Linked DNA regions of Danio rerio: region 2 is linked to region 1. Evidence: chromatin contacts called from public Micro-C data. All regions are on one chromosome and are shown on one strand. The core of a region is the stretch at or near the end of the contact, and the rest is flanking DNA. Distances in the headings are between cores, read along the strand shown. Region 1 overlaps mycbp2 (MYC binding protein 2). Region 2 holds the start of mycbp2 (MYC binding protein 2).

Region 1 (7,783 bases), core at 1,820-4,319:
GGGCATTGTAAAGCAATGTTTATCTGCAAAAGCTAGCCCAAACTAAATGCTTGTGTCCCCATGTATATACAAGTACACGCCTCAAAAATTAAAGTTATATTTTTAGAAAGCTCTACAATATCAGGGTGTCTGCAGATATCATAATGTCAAATTTAAGACCTTTTACGACCTTTTTAAGACCATTAAGTATTAAATTTAAGACCTATATCGCAATATCAAAAACACGCGAGAGAGAAAATGTAAAAGCACAAAATTAGGGGTAAAATAAAGTTATTTAAATTGAACAGTACTAAAGTCAGGTTAAATGCACCATTGAACTACAGAAAAAACAAACATCTTAATGCAGATTTATACTTTCACCTAGCACCGCATCGCACAACTCACTAAACGGATTAAGGCTTTAATACTTGACACATTAACAATTGAGATATTTTTTTTAAATGACGGGGTGGTCCAAAAAAATGGAAAGTAAAATCAGACGAATAAAAAAAAATCATTATCATTAAAGATGTTTTTGGGGGGCCTCTTTTTTGTTGTTTTAACAAATTTATCCCTCAGGTTTTTCCTAAGTTTTAAAAAAACTTTTCTCCTTTCCCATGGCTGTTGCAATTTCTAGCCAATAATTATTGGTCATTCTGGCAAGCAGAAATGTAACTGTGATAGAAAATAGGTAAAAACTTGATTAGGTATTATAGCCTACTGTACTATTCACTCTTCAAATAAATCCCACTATCAATCTCATTTTATCACTAAAATAAAGTGAACTAGTGTCTGCTGTACAGTGTTTTTTTAAAGTACAGTAAAGTACTTCAATTACTCTGTTGTGGTAATACTATAGTTGCTATGGTAACACAACAAGTGTATTAAAAACAAACTACCCAGTGCTTTAGTTTTTTTTTTTTTTTTACAATATAGGGTATATTTTTCTACAATTCAACACACTTTACTGTAGTAAAACTACACTGTATTTCATTTTATCAGTTCACTATTCTTAATACTACAGTATGCTGAAGCATCTCTGAAGAGCAAAAGCACTAAAGGAGTCCGATGGAGCGAGAGCAGATCATTCGCACGTGAGCAGCCAGCGTTTTGAGAGCTCGCAAGCAGTTTTGTGCATAAACAAAGGAAATCGGCGCGTGAGCAGAGATTCGCTCTCTCGTATTACAGCGCTTATGACTGCGCTTGCGACATTTGTCAGTGAAATAACGAGACACTCTGCCAGCCGAATTTATGTTACGTGCACTCAAAGCAAACTTCCACAAACACAGAGATGATGTCACATTCGCCGCGCTTACTGAGTTTAATATCAGAAAGCTGATTGGCTATTGCAAGTTGACCTTTTTGTAGTTGTAAATACCGCAAATTACAATTGGACTAGTGAAATAAAACAAAACCCTAAAAACCTAGCAACAACAACAAAAAGAATTTAAATGAGCATTAGATGTAGCGTTACATGGACATCGCAAAAATAAGACCTGTGCAAAAATATTTAAGACCTAGAACAGCGAATTTAAGACTTTTTAAAGCCATAAATTTCGATTTTTTAATTTAAGACTTTTTAACACTTTTTAAGACCCCGCGGGGACCCTGAATATTATATTTGTAAATATACATTGGCCAGTACTCAAGCCAAATCTGAACCTTATATAACAAAATAACTTATGATAACAGTCCAAAATCTAGTACGCTCAAATGTATATGTTATAGAACAATATTAAATACAGGCGACTGCAGAAACTCCATTAAAAATACTGGGGTAAAATAAACTGTCATTTTTTATAGAGATGGCGGGGAAAATATAATTAAACACTGTGCTTCTTGTACTGTCTGAGACCCACTTTACATTGTATACCAATCAGGCAGTGAAGATCACTTATTTTTAAAGAAAACAAATCTTAAACATGCCAATTTTGTAATGGAAAGTTCACCAGAAGCCGTTGGGCTGGATGTCTGAAAATTAAAAGTCTGTGTGCAAATTGCTAGATGTGTAGCTCTCGTGTGACATGAGCTGATGAATACAGACTTACATCATCAGCGAGCACCTCCAGCTCATACTCATGAATGCCTCCTCCGCCGTACACACAGAAACCCACCAGCACCACCCCTGGCTTGTCCACGGTGAAGCAGATGGCATCGGGGGAGCCATTCCCAGTGTTCCAGCTGCGTCCCTGGCTGGTTTTGGTGAAGCGGTTGGGGGTGGCTTTCACAGAGTGCAGGGAGTTCAAACCATCCACCTGAACAACAACATTCACAAAGTAAAAAAAAAACTGCAGTCAAGAATTGACTTTAAGATCATATTGATGCATTCTTGTGTCTTATTAAAACAATAAATAGCACACCAAAATATCAATAAAAATAAATAAAACTAAAAACCACTTCTGAAAAACTAATAGATGTGACGACTAATGTGATGGAAAACCTATAGTGCAGCTGTTTAGGGAATTACTTTACCTGTAGATGGAGCTTTGTGCACATCGCATGTCTATAACACTAGTCAAGAGCATATTATAAAACATGTTCTATTCTATTCTATCTATCTATCTATCTATCTGTCTGTCTGTCTGTCTGTCTGTCTGTCTGTCTGTCTGTCTGTCTGTCTGTCTGTCTGTCTGTCTGTCTGTCTGTCTGTCTGTCTGTCTGTCTGTCTGTCTGTCATATGTTCCATTTATATAAGCATAAAAATGTATGAAAATTACACATTTTAACAATACATTTTTCTTTAATATGACCAAACTTGTCTAAATTGTTCACGCATCTATATTTTTAGGGTGCATTAGTATGATTTTAAGTGCAGTGTTTGTTCAAACTGTTCTTTTATGCTTCTAAAATTTTTATATACGTATGGTGTTCTGCTAAATTATGTTTATTCAAACTAAAACTAAAATACACATATAAAAAAAGAAATGCTTTCTTCAAAATATAGTCTTTTGTGAAACTCCTATAGTTTTGGAACCACTTGAGTGCGAGTAAACTTTCATTCTTGGGTGAACTATTGCTTTAAGATGTACTGTAGAGCCACTTTTTTCCCAGCAGGTGGCAGTAGGCCAAATAAAAGTAAATGAAGGAGGATGTTTTTTGTTATTGAACAGGAGCCTCCATGACAACCATCACCTAAATTCATGCGTTTCCTGTGCTATAACAAACAGCAAAAACAGGATGCCGTTTTCTCAACTCTAGCCAATAAACACTTTATTTTTCCAATCTGAAAATGGACAATGTTAAAGAGAAGTAGATCAGCCACAATAACACTCTCTGTAACGTACTCTCATATAGCATGACAGACCAGTTGCCATGGCAACAAGCCAACAGCCTTTTCACCCGAGCTGTCAAAGAGAGAAGGACTGCAGTAGACTGTTGTGGTCCTGTGGAAGACACACTTGCGTTCGTGACTCAGCTTCATACAGCTGATGGAATACAGATGGAATACACACTTTTAATTATTAATTAATTAACAGAATTCCATAAGTTTAAAGATGTCAATATGTAACAATCTAATTGATCAGATTACAAAACGCATAAATATTAAGTGCAGGTAAATTTCTCCAGACCATGGTACTCACAGGCTAAACTATGGGTGCACCAGTATGGGATCCAATTGTCAAAAATGACATGTACGTTTATGGCTATAGGTGTCATGACAGAATATAGCGTTTACGCAGAATATACTGTCAATCATAATAACATTTTCGTTTTAATCCGTGTATTCAGCAATGTGTAAATAAGCATAGCAAACTCATGAAGTTCATAAGCCCAAACAAGATGCTGCTTATAAGACTGACAAAGTGTTTAAAGGTGCAGTATGTAAAGTGAAACCCAGTGGTTGAAGTAGTTATTGCACTCCTGGATCAAAACAAACGCAAGCGCAGGTTGCCACATTGAGGACAGGAGCGAGTGATTTAAACTGTGTTCTAAATAAAAGCAACAGCACCCGATAGAAGGAATATTTTTCATATTAAAAGGAGTTTTTGTCATAACCAACACCTCCAATTCATATATTAGAAACGGCTTCTATTTCCCACAGGTGAACAACAGAAAACTGACAATGATCACCTTCAGGTACAGATCATGTGCTTTATTTAGTGTTAAATACTAATAATGTGAGTTTAAATGCCATTTTACATGACATTTATTACCATACTACTGAAAGCAGCAGGAGATTTACCTCAGATTTTGAAAATAAAATAAACTATTTGAAACTGAAATATAGAACTAAACGCATATCAGTGATTCAGCATCTACATTTAATAAAGTTAAAGAGGTTTAATATGTATCAAATAGACTATAAACCTAAAATAAAAAATATTTAAATTTCTGTGTGTGCAAACAGCCAAATAGCTTTTCACTACAAATCTCGTCAAGTAGCGTGTTGTTAGGACACAGAGTTACAACATAACCTGCTCACCTAATGTTTACGTTCATTATATTTGTATCATTTGCTAATTAATAACCTCATGTGGAACTGAATCTGCATCTCGTCGGAGTCTGCTACTGTTCACCGGAGGTTGCATTTCGGTCACGGACGCATACTTTGAGAGCCTTCATGACTGAATGAATGAAATACGTGGTTTTTCACCAAGACAACCCGGGGTGCTGAAATATAATTGGCTAAACTGGCATTGGGCAGGTTAAAATGACCAAAACAAAGACAGCGTTCTGGCATGGAAAACACATTTTCAAAGCAGAATATCTGACTTCAGCACTGTTTTTCAGTTAAAAAAGTATGTGCACTTGGCATGTTTTTTAAATATCTGCAAACATACGCTAAGCATACGCTATATGCTTTAGATTAGTCAAAAATGTACATTCAGCACCTTTAAAACTGTGCATAGTGCTGCACATGACATGACAAGATTACAGTGGCAAACGATTTGGCACCAAACAAGACGCAATGTGACAAATTTAACTATAGCACTTCAGAAGCACAGATTAGTGCACTGCACTCCCAATCAAATGGTAAGGTTTATAATCAATACATATTAAACTCCTTTAACATTGTTAAAAGTACATAAGCAACTGAGTGACTGATGTTGCTGGTTTGCATTGAGAGTTTATATTCAAACTGTTTGCTAGTTAGTTTTTTTAAGATCTAAGGTAAATTATCTGCTTCCACTTTCAGTATGGCAAAAAATGTCACTTATGTGGTATTTAAACTCACATTGGTAGAATTTACCATTTGCATTTGCAGTTTTTCTGTCACTACTACCGTTTCTAAAATAGAGATTTTGTGCAATGTGGTCACAAGACTCCTTTTAACATGAAAAAGATACCTTTTATCACATCTCGTCACATGTAGTAATGACACTGTGAGGGAAGCACTGATTGGAATGCTCGCAGTGAGATCAGGTTAGCAATCTGAAGTGAGTTTTTACCTATGATGAAGATGAATTGTTTTGTTTGACTCACTTGAAACTGTAAATATGAGTACAGAATAACTCTGTGTACAATATCCCTCAGTCTCTTGTGTAGCACTACAGTCTCTGCTGACAAACAGCCTCCCCCATGTCCTTATGCACACTCGGTAGCATGACTAATTACTAATTTTAAGATGTAAACCTTGGACTAGGAAAATTAAAGTAAAATAGAAAAATAACATAAAGCTATGTCATAAAATGCTTAGACTTGTTTGATATTTTGGTCAGAAGAATTGTCCAAATCTGCCGACAACTAGCTCTCTGCAACCCTCACATGGTCGGCCACTGAAGCGAAGCAGGGCTGCGCCCAGTCAGTACCTGGATGGGAGACCACATGGGAAAGCTAGGTTGCTGCCGGAAGTGGTGTTAATGAGGCCAGCAGGGGGTGCCCAACCAGCAGTCTGTGTTGGTCCTAATGCCCCAGTATAGTGACAGGGACTCGATACTGATCAGTGAGCATCGTCTTTTGGATGAGACGTTAAACTGAGGTCCTGACTCTCTGTAGTCATTAAAAATCCCAGGATGTTCTTCGAAAAAGAGTAGGGGCTTTACCTGGGCATCTTGGCCAAATTTGCCAACTGGCCTCTGTCGATTATGACCTCCTAACCATCCCCATATCATAAACGACTCCATCACTCTGTCTCCTCTCCACAAAACAGCTGGTGTGTGGTGTGCGTTGTGGCACAAAATGGCTGCTGTCACATTATCCAGGTGGATGCTGCACACTGGTGGTGGATGAGGAAATTCCCCACAATGTGTAAAGAAAACCCAGGAAAGTGCTATATAAATGTAAGGAATTATTATTATTATTATTATTATTATTAATTAACAGTATTTTTTCTTTTCTTTCTTGCCATCCATAATGGCTACATTTATGGTTAAATATAAGGTTTAGTTATTTTTAAAATTAAAAAAAGATTTTTTTAGGTGATTTAGAAACTTCTGACATAAATATAGACTTGTTAGAATAAAATTATATTGGTATCTACAGCAAACACTAGTCATTTACATGTGCATTACCGACTAAAAAAGTATGTTTACTGGATAGTGGGTTTTGACTTAAATCTTAATTTATTTCATTTATTTCAAATATTTCATAATATGTTCTTACATTATATACTCAACATAATTTAAAGTTTTTGCATTGAATAAAAAATTTCCGATTCTGTGAAGGCCTGTCCATGAAGATCTGATGAAACAGTGGCATATTTTCTCTTCCAGCATCTAAAATCTATTTATGGCCGGTCGGTAGCTGTAATGCAATTAGAGCAGCAGGCGAATGCTCTGCAGACAAAGACGAGGAAGAGAGAGAGTGTGTATGTGTGTGGCGAAGTAGGAGATTTGTCCCTCTAACCTCAGAACCGAGAGCAGATGCGGTGAGCTCGCTGACAATACTGGCCAGCAGACCACAGGTGTTGGACACGAGATGAGGAGAAAAGAGCTCGACCTCTTTCCTAAGACTCTTCCTCACAGGAAGCACTACAATGACCAGCATCTTCTCCAGAACCTCCCGGAATGTTGTCATGCCCATGAGATTCTCTTCCGTCTGATCAAAATACAATAAAAAAAATTAGATGAAGTAAAACCACTGTGAATCATGCACTGTAAAAAATGCTCGGTTCCATGTTTCATGTTAATAACTTAATTGTTTTCACAAATTTGAGTGGATTGAACATAAAACAAACAAGTTGTCCCATAAAATAGCTTGATAAATGCTGTTTCAACTCATTTTAAATTAGCTTGGCTTGTTTAGGCTTGTTGTTGTTAAGAACAATCATCAGTAATTTATTATTCTTCTTAAACTTACCGTTCTTTACATTTACATGGTTTTTGAAGGAGGAAACATGTTTATGTTTGTAAATGTTCTGCATTTCTAAATTTTGTAATATACCTCACTCATCAATGCAACTTAGCAGTTTTTTATTGAACATTTTTAATGCAATTTACTTTTTCTTTCTCATATCCAACATGCAATGTGGGCAACATTAAAGTCCACTGATCAGCACTTAATGCTCATTTATGGCCGTTTCCACTGTCAAAAGATACCAAAAAGCGAACTGTACCATACCACTTTTTGGGTACCCTTTCGGAAGGGTACCTAGCACAAGAAAAGAGTACCAAAAGGTGGAGCTAGACGCGCAGCTGAACGCTATTGGTTTACAGAGATACTTGACCAGTGCGTACACATGCAGGAGAATAAAAACAAAGGTAGCAACATTTTTAAATACACAGCAGAGACATTACACTGTAATAATAATAATAATAATAATAATAATAATAAATATATATATATATATATATATATATATATATATATATATATATATATATATATATATATATATATATATATATATATATATATATATATA
Region 2 (7,783 bases), core at 3,018-5,517, 140 kb after region 1:
CTCAGTAAGAAATAGATATAAATATTTACTATACTATAAATAGTTACATAACGAAACTAGATTCAATATGGAACATCCTTAGGTTTTATGTGCCAGCATGGATATGGTTGTCTGCAATGCAGACAAACAGCTGCATCTTCATTTGCGTCTTTTGAAAACCGCAAGAGCAGCAGTTCGTCTTTGCTGTGTCACTGTTTTGTCATGTTTCTGTGCTGCTGTGCATGCAAAAGTACTTAGTATGAGAATTATTTCATGCAAAACTTTTTTTTTGCGTTTTATTTAGCCGCGCATAAATGTATGCCTATCTCTCATTCCGTGTTGTTCAAAAAGCTTGGTCCACAAACAAAAGCGAAACCTATGCTTATTGGTTGTGATATAGCGAGCTTGAACCAATCTGGGCATGGAGGAGGGACAATGCATCAATGTATCATGTCTGATTTGTCCGGAGACACAGTGACGAGCGTTTCTTTGTCAAATCAGCGTTGTCAAATGTTGATGACGTAACCGCACTGATTCCGGAGCCTCTGAAAGTCCGCGAATGTTATGTGATACAGCACTGGAAAGCTGAGACTCTCTTCTTTATGCCAATCTTTGAATTGTATGAATCGGATCAGCGGATCAAAAGTTATAAAACATTTAAGAGCAATACTTATTTTTAGCCGCGGGCGGCTGTCTCGGTCTTTAAGGGTTAAAACCGTTGATATGCAATTGTTCATGGTATGATAATCGTGCACGTTCAAATCGTGGTAAACCGTCATACCGGTATATTGTTACAACCCTAATATATATATATATATATATATATATATATATATATATATATGAGCAATATCACACGAGTAGCAGTGCGATATGGCTATATATCGGCACTGGTGAGAGGCGTGCCTTGGCTCGAGGCCGCAGGCCGAGTGCCTTAGTGCCCTCACCAGTGCCGATATACAGCCATATCGCACTGCTACGAGTGTGATATTGCGTTTATACAACAGTTTGACGTATTAATATACGTCATACGTCATAATTGTGTATTAAAAAACTAAATCAAACATGAAGAGTCTCAAAAACCTTTTTGTATGAGGAACTACTTTCTTCTGCATTGGATTCAAAACATAAGCTGACAGTTCAACAGCTGAGCAAGCATCTTTTAAACTTTGGATCTGTAGTGTCTGCTTTTTGCTGGCTGTATGTGGGTGGAGTAATACACAACGGGTAAAGAGGCTGTACGGGTGCTGATATTACTTAAATATATCATGGCTATCAGTCAATAAAATTTGAGAACTAGACAGATCTGTTGTGTGTGTGTGTGTGTGTGTGTGTGTGTGTATATATGTATATATATATATATATATATATATATATATATATATATATATATATATATATATATATATATATATATATATATCATTAATATCTTAATTATTTTTCATATGTAAAGATATTTGCGTATTGCTTTACATCTTGTATGTAATAAGCAATGTGTAAGCGAGGTGCACAACTAACGCGCTCTGTGCTGGACAATAGACCGGCTTTGTTCTGGTCTATTGAAAAGTACATTATAGTTTCTCAAAATAGCAAGACGCCAGCAATGCGCCTCAACACGTCTTCCTTTTTAGACCAGAATGCCTATGGGCGCAAATATGGGCGCAAATGCATTTGCTATTTAAACAGCATGCCGCAAAACGTCAAAACAACTCTTGCGCAAAGTTGAAACTAGCACACAACAACTGCGTCGTGCCTCCCGCCACATTGCGCCGGGTGAATGATAGGGCATTATATATGTCATATGTCACATATCTTAATAGCTCAGCTGAACATGTATTCATCCTTGTAACTTGTGGTTTCAACATGCATTTTTAATAAGCATGTATTTTACAGTAAAGTGACTTGAGCTCAACCAGCAAATGTTAAATATCAATAAAGCAATTGTTGGTCTTCCTACATCTATTTAAATATGCCTAAACACTGTAAAATGACACTGTATGTGAAACATGAGCATTTGTAAATAGCCCAAACCCTACAGCGGGCGATCCTAATTTAATTTTCAGCAGAAGAGCCGTGCGAAGGTGCTGTTATATTAGAACCTTATGTTGGAACCGTGTTGAAGTGTTTGTGTAGAGCAGTAAACAATAGAACAACAGTAGCTGATTATTTGCAGCGAAAAGTGAAAGCACAGAGGCTGTTTGTGATGAAGGGCCTGAAGGTTGGGAGGGGCGTTGAACGGTTCAGAGCACTTTGCATGCTATCAACGCTGGTGATATCATAAGTGGATGGCATCAGTGTACACTATGAAAGCCTTAAATACAATGTTTGATTTTTGCATTAAATATTTTATAACTGTAAATTAGGAATCCTAATCTACTGTTTAATTTCATTAGCAGCTGAATATAACCAAGCAGGAATGTTTTGGTCAAATACATAAATCCTGATAATTAAATAGCAGAAAAATCAAATAACAATACAGTAATTAGAATGTTTTTGCAAAATCTAATACTAGAAAAAATGTAAAATATCAAAATATTTTAACAAAACTCTGGTCATGAAGTCCTTTTTGTTTTTAAAACAAAAAAAAAACGAATTGTTTTGGTGATTTCATGCACATTAAAAAAAAACTTGACATCTCTAAATCTTACTAATGAGTTTGCTTTATTTATTGAATCTGATAAATATGCAATTAATAAGAAAGAAATGCTCCAATTTCTAAATATAGCTGAATAAAATGCAAAATAGACTTTTGTAAAATAATGTATTCTTTCTGCAAATGTAACTGAAAACGACTATTTAAGACACTGTCAAAGAACATGAAAATAAACTGTAATGATTTGTACAGTAAGATCACAAATAACAAATTGACCTGAGGTAAATCAAGTCAAGTTTGTGTGTGTGTGTGTCTCTCTCTACAGCAGGGTGACGTCAGGCAAAACAGAACCCAGCCCTTCGCATTAATGAGACACACGACTGCTGTTCTGAATATGCCATACTACATGTATGATATCGTTGAATTGGTAACAGTTTCATAATATAAAGTAGCTGGTTATTAATATCAATCAGGTAAAACAATGCAATTTATTAAGGGCGGCTGAAATATACAATTTGCCAGTAGTATGGCAATATTTACGCGAGTATTAAAGTAAATACAATTGATTTATTAGGTTTTAGGCTTCCTTTTTGTGGAACATATTAAAGCCAGTGTAGCTATAATCACAAATTCATTTAGCCACGTCCTATTAGCACAACTTCGCTACGAGTCAAAGCAGCTGGTTAACAGCTATAGGTATCGATCTGGTTTTGAAAGCAGCTTTAGAATAACATTGCTGTCTATGACAGCGCGGCGAAGCTGTTTTTAAAGGGTACACAAATGAAAAGAGACACAAACTGAGCTTTTCCGTTGACCTGGATAAAATGAAACGAATGTTTAAGCTGCGCTAGCTAATGCGATCTCGCTAAGGAAGTTAGCAGCATGCTAACAACTACTGCTGTTTGGGCTCAAACGAGCCGCTCATGTATAACCCAATGGGTTTTGTTTACAAACAGATCCAGCTGCACGCCATCGCACCCTGTTTCTCGTCCAGAACCGAGCCGGTAAATCAGACCCACCTGCCGAGGTTGAGCCCCTGCTCTTTGTCGTTGATCGCGGTGGTGTAAATCCTCCGGTACCGCTCCGCCAGTGCTCGCCCTGAGAGAAGAAGCTGGTAGCGGCTCCGACAATCCGAGCGGGCCCCTACAACGGGACAGGAGCCCATCCCTGATCCGATCGGTGCGAAATCGTTTCCAGCTCCGGGGATGACCCTGACACCCAGCCCCATGGAGTGGGATGAGGAGGACAGAATCCCGCTTCCACCGGCACCCGCTGCCGCAGCAGCACACATCATCGTTTAGGGGAACAACGCATATATTAGATTACACTGTCAATCAACAGAGCTAAAAGTCCCAGTCGCACTCCATAAATCCTCTCCGCAAACCCGCAAAACGCCCGGCGAATTACATCCGAGTATCCCCGATTGAAACGACGTTTACGGTTAGCCGCTCTGCTGCGACTGCGAAATACGCGTCCCTTCCTGCGCCGGATCGGCCGAATCAACCGTTATTTCCCCGATTGCAGGCGATCCAACCACGTTCAATTGGCCGAAGTGAAATAACTCAAATGCGCGAGCTGACGTCCGTGCTCTGCGTTTATTCCTGCTGTTTTTCTTGACCCCGTAAAGACAGCACCCCTAGTAGCGCTGCCATCTTAGCTTCATCATCCTTCCCTGTTCATGTCGCTGACTGTCAAGCATGCTGGGATACATTCCCATCCACAGCACACAAGGGCTGCGTTTCAAAGCGCAGCACGCGTTCTACCTAGATACCATTTGGCCGTTTGAACGTAGTTCGCGAACGCGCATACCAGTGCTCTCTTGGAAGGGGACTCGGTAGAATTTGAAACGCGACTGCTGTAGTAACGAAGCGGCCGAGTATAACGCCTTCAGAAGCGGTTTAATTGCTTTATCGTTTGTTTATTCTCACTGAAGAATTCGAATTTATTGCAGGATTATGTAAACACAACCAGCGCGGTTATTTTATGCTAAATCTTACATACATTAAATATGTATGGTTATTATGCCATACAGGCTAATATGAATGTATGAGTATATTGTAATATTTCTCCTGTTTTGTAAGCTCTGGTTAAGCGTTAATATTTTATTTGAGCAATAGGCCTATTTTTTAATAGCTCTTTTCTGAGATAATCTTATGTTGTCACTGAATTTTTAGCCATGTACTTCACCCATCATTTTTTTTTTTTTTTTTTTTATTATTTAGCGTACTATCATGCTAATTGGATAACAAAATGTTATTGTTCATGGTTATGGGTTTTGTAAAACATTAGACTGAGATTATAAAATTAACAGTTTGGGTGAACTGTCCGAAAATAAACTAATATTAATGATATCCCAAAATAACTCTATTATTTTAACCAACATGCTCAAACTATAAACTGGTTGTTAGAAAGTGTTTCCACAGATTATGTTTCTGCATGTTATCTGGCATAGGCCTACTGTTTCTGGTATAGGATTACCACTTAATCGCCCTTACCAGCGACCTTTACTACAATAGAACTAAGGATGTAACCTTGGAGAGCAAAGGTAAACATGAAGAAATCAAAAATTATTTATCACTCCAAAATAAAATAGAAAAATCTGAATACATTTAATGTATAATACATTTTTTTAAATTATAATAAATTAAAAATATTTGAAGGGAATAAAATATTAACAAAATTAAAGTTCTCTAAGTTTAAAGTAGCTATGATAATGTTTCTTTATATCATTTGCATTTTATAAAAATACTGCATATGAATACGTATGTAATATAATTTACTACACTACATTCAATACATTTTAAATTTACAAGGCATATAGTATCCTTAAAGAACGGCCAGTAAACTTGTCAAAAATAATAAAAGTAATAAAAACATATAAAAGTAAAACATATAAAAGATATTGTTTAAATATTTGTCAGTGCATTAAGCATTTGACTTTTCACATTTTGTATTAGTTTAGTTTAGTCAGTACTGAAGCCAAATCTAGAGCTAATCTAACCAAATAACTTACAATAATGGTTCAAAAATGAGTAGCCCAAATTTATGTTAGGGAAAAATATTAAACCTAATTTTCAAAAATAGCATAAATCAAGACAAACAAAAATACACCCAATTTTGTTGAAATGTAGCAATTTGTACATTTGTTTTGCAATATTTTACCAATACTCCGGTTTCTCCCACAGTCCAAAAACATGCGGTACAGGCAAATTGGGTAGGCTAAATTGTCCATAGTGTATGTATGTGTGGGAATGAGTGTGTATGGGTTTCCCAGTTGCGGCTGGAAGGGCATCCGCTGCTTAAAACATATGCTGAATAAGTTGGCAGTTGATTCCGCTGTGGTGACTACAGATTAATAAAGGGAATAGACCAAAAAGAAAATGAATGAATCAACCCATACTTTGTTTGTAGTTTTTAGACAGTAGTGAAACTTTTGAATCCAAAACATAAATTCCTTAAAGTATAAAGTTTCTTAAGACAGTGGTAATGCATCAATGTAAATATATAGACTAAAAATAAAATATAAATATTGATTGATTTATATTGATATATTTTTGGTACATTTATTATATTATATTATATCATATTATATTATATTATATTATATTATATGGGCGAAGCAGTGGCGCAGTAGGTAGTGCTGTCGCCTCACAGTAAGAAGGTCACTGGGTCGCTGGGTCGCTGGTTCGAGCCTCGGCTCAGTTGATGTTTCTGTGTGGAGTTTGCATGTTCTCCCTGCGTTCGCGTGGGTCTCCATCACAATTGAAAGACATGCAGTACAGTGAATTAGGTAAGCTAAATTGTCCGTAGTGTATGGGTGTGTGTGTGATGTTTCCCAGAGATGGGTTGCGCTGCATAAAAATGTGCTGGATAAGTTGGTGGTTCATTCCGCTGTGGCGACCACGGATAAATAAAGGGACTAAGCCTACAAGAAAATGAACTATATTATATTATATGTATTATATATATATTATGTATTATATATATATTATATTTTATGTATTATATTATATTATACGTGTTATATTATATCATACTATATTATATTAAAATGTATTATATTATTATTATATTTGCATATTGCACTACCAATATTATCTATTAGTGAGTGAGACAAAATGAAGCGTGTGAATATACTGTATGTACATAAAACGGGGAGAGTGAGAAAATGTAAAGTGACAAAAATTGCTTCAGACAGTGCTCCAATGAGAGATGCCATTTTTCCTCCTCCCTTCACTGTCACAGAGACAGTCAATAGTTAGAGTGGTGTCAGCATCAGTGAAGTCCTTTTTTTTGCAATGAATCTCAATTAGCATGTGATTGTAATCGATGTGAGACTCATCGGACGCCTTCACTTGTGCAGGTAGTCCATTTCTACCCAAAACAAATCTCTTAAATAGAAAATGGATAGGGGTCTTGACAATATGCACAATATAACAAAGGAATATGCATAAAACCTGCAAAATTAAAGTACCGATCACAATTATTTTGAATACAGAGAGAAAATAGATCAATTTATTTTTTAATTGAAAAGTAAGACAGCGGTAAATCAATGAATTAGTATGCAAATATGAGACAAACTGGAAACTTTCTTTTAAACATATTGCGCCATCTAGCGGTGATCTGTCTTTTTTCATCATTACGCTGCTGTCAGTTTCTACTGCAATCAACCCTTGAACATAAATATCACAAATTCATACAATTTTATGATAATAAAACAATTTAATCATTTGAAAGGAATATGTTCCTTTATAACCAATTCCAAATTAAATTTTTGTTCCAAGAACATTTTAAATATATGAAAACATGTGGCCATGGATAGCACGATTGACTCATAGCAAGAAGGTCGCTGTTTGAGCCCCGGCTGGGTCAGGTCCTTTCTGTTCACACGTGGGTTTCTCCACAGGTATAGGTGAATTGAATAAGCTAAATTGGCCGTAAGTATGTGTGTAAATGCAAGAGTGTGTGGGTGTTTCCCAGTGTTCGGTTGAAGGGCATCTGCTGAGTAAAACATATGCTGGATAAGTTAGTGGTTCATTCTGCTGTGGGGACCCCTGATTATTAAAAGGGAAGGGACTAAGCTAAAAAGACAACGAATGGAAAACTTATATGCACTAGAATAGCTTTTCATGGAACAGCAATAATATCCAGCTGCAAACCTGCAGACCAACACACGTTTCAGGACACACGGTCTAGGCTGCGGCCTAC

What was found. Hi-C and Micro-C count contacts between places; a contact is called where the count stands out from the background.
Region 2: a contact with region 1 is called in a Micro-C map of caudal fin, with 6 times the contacts expected there. The contact joins the promoter of mycbp2 here to the enhancer-like site in region 1. A contact is called at or near these places in 3 of 18 Hi-C or Micro-C datasets (caudal fin, hematopoietic stem cells and an unstated tissue) and 3 of 4 datasets of contacts at active chromatin or transcription factors (caudal fin, embryo and gastrula embryo).

Annotation. Positions count from the first base shown.
Region 1 is chr9:18,775,207-18,782,989 of GRCz12tu, forward strand. It overlaps mycbp2 (MYC binding protein 2), which reads right to left. Exons shown (of 82, transcript NM_001012247.2): 34 at 6,766-6,957; 35 at 2,028-2,234. Among named protein-coding and RNA genes, the nearest start is that of mycbp2, 140 kb to the right of the region's middle. Within about 2 kb of position 3,070, at least 9 of the 62 cell types and tissues checked have an H3K27ac peak or open chromatin away from gene starts, as enhancers often do. A contact at or near this core is called in caudal fin, where this site is marked.
Region 2 is chr9:18,912,884-18,920,666 of GRCz12tu, forward strand. mycbp2 (MYC binding protein 2) reads right to left here and starts at 4,268. Exons shown (of 82, transcript NM_001012247.2): 1 at 3,595-4,268. The coding sequence starts at 3,869.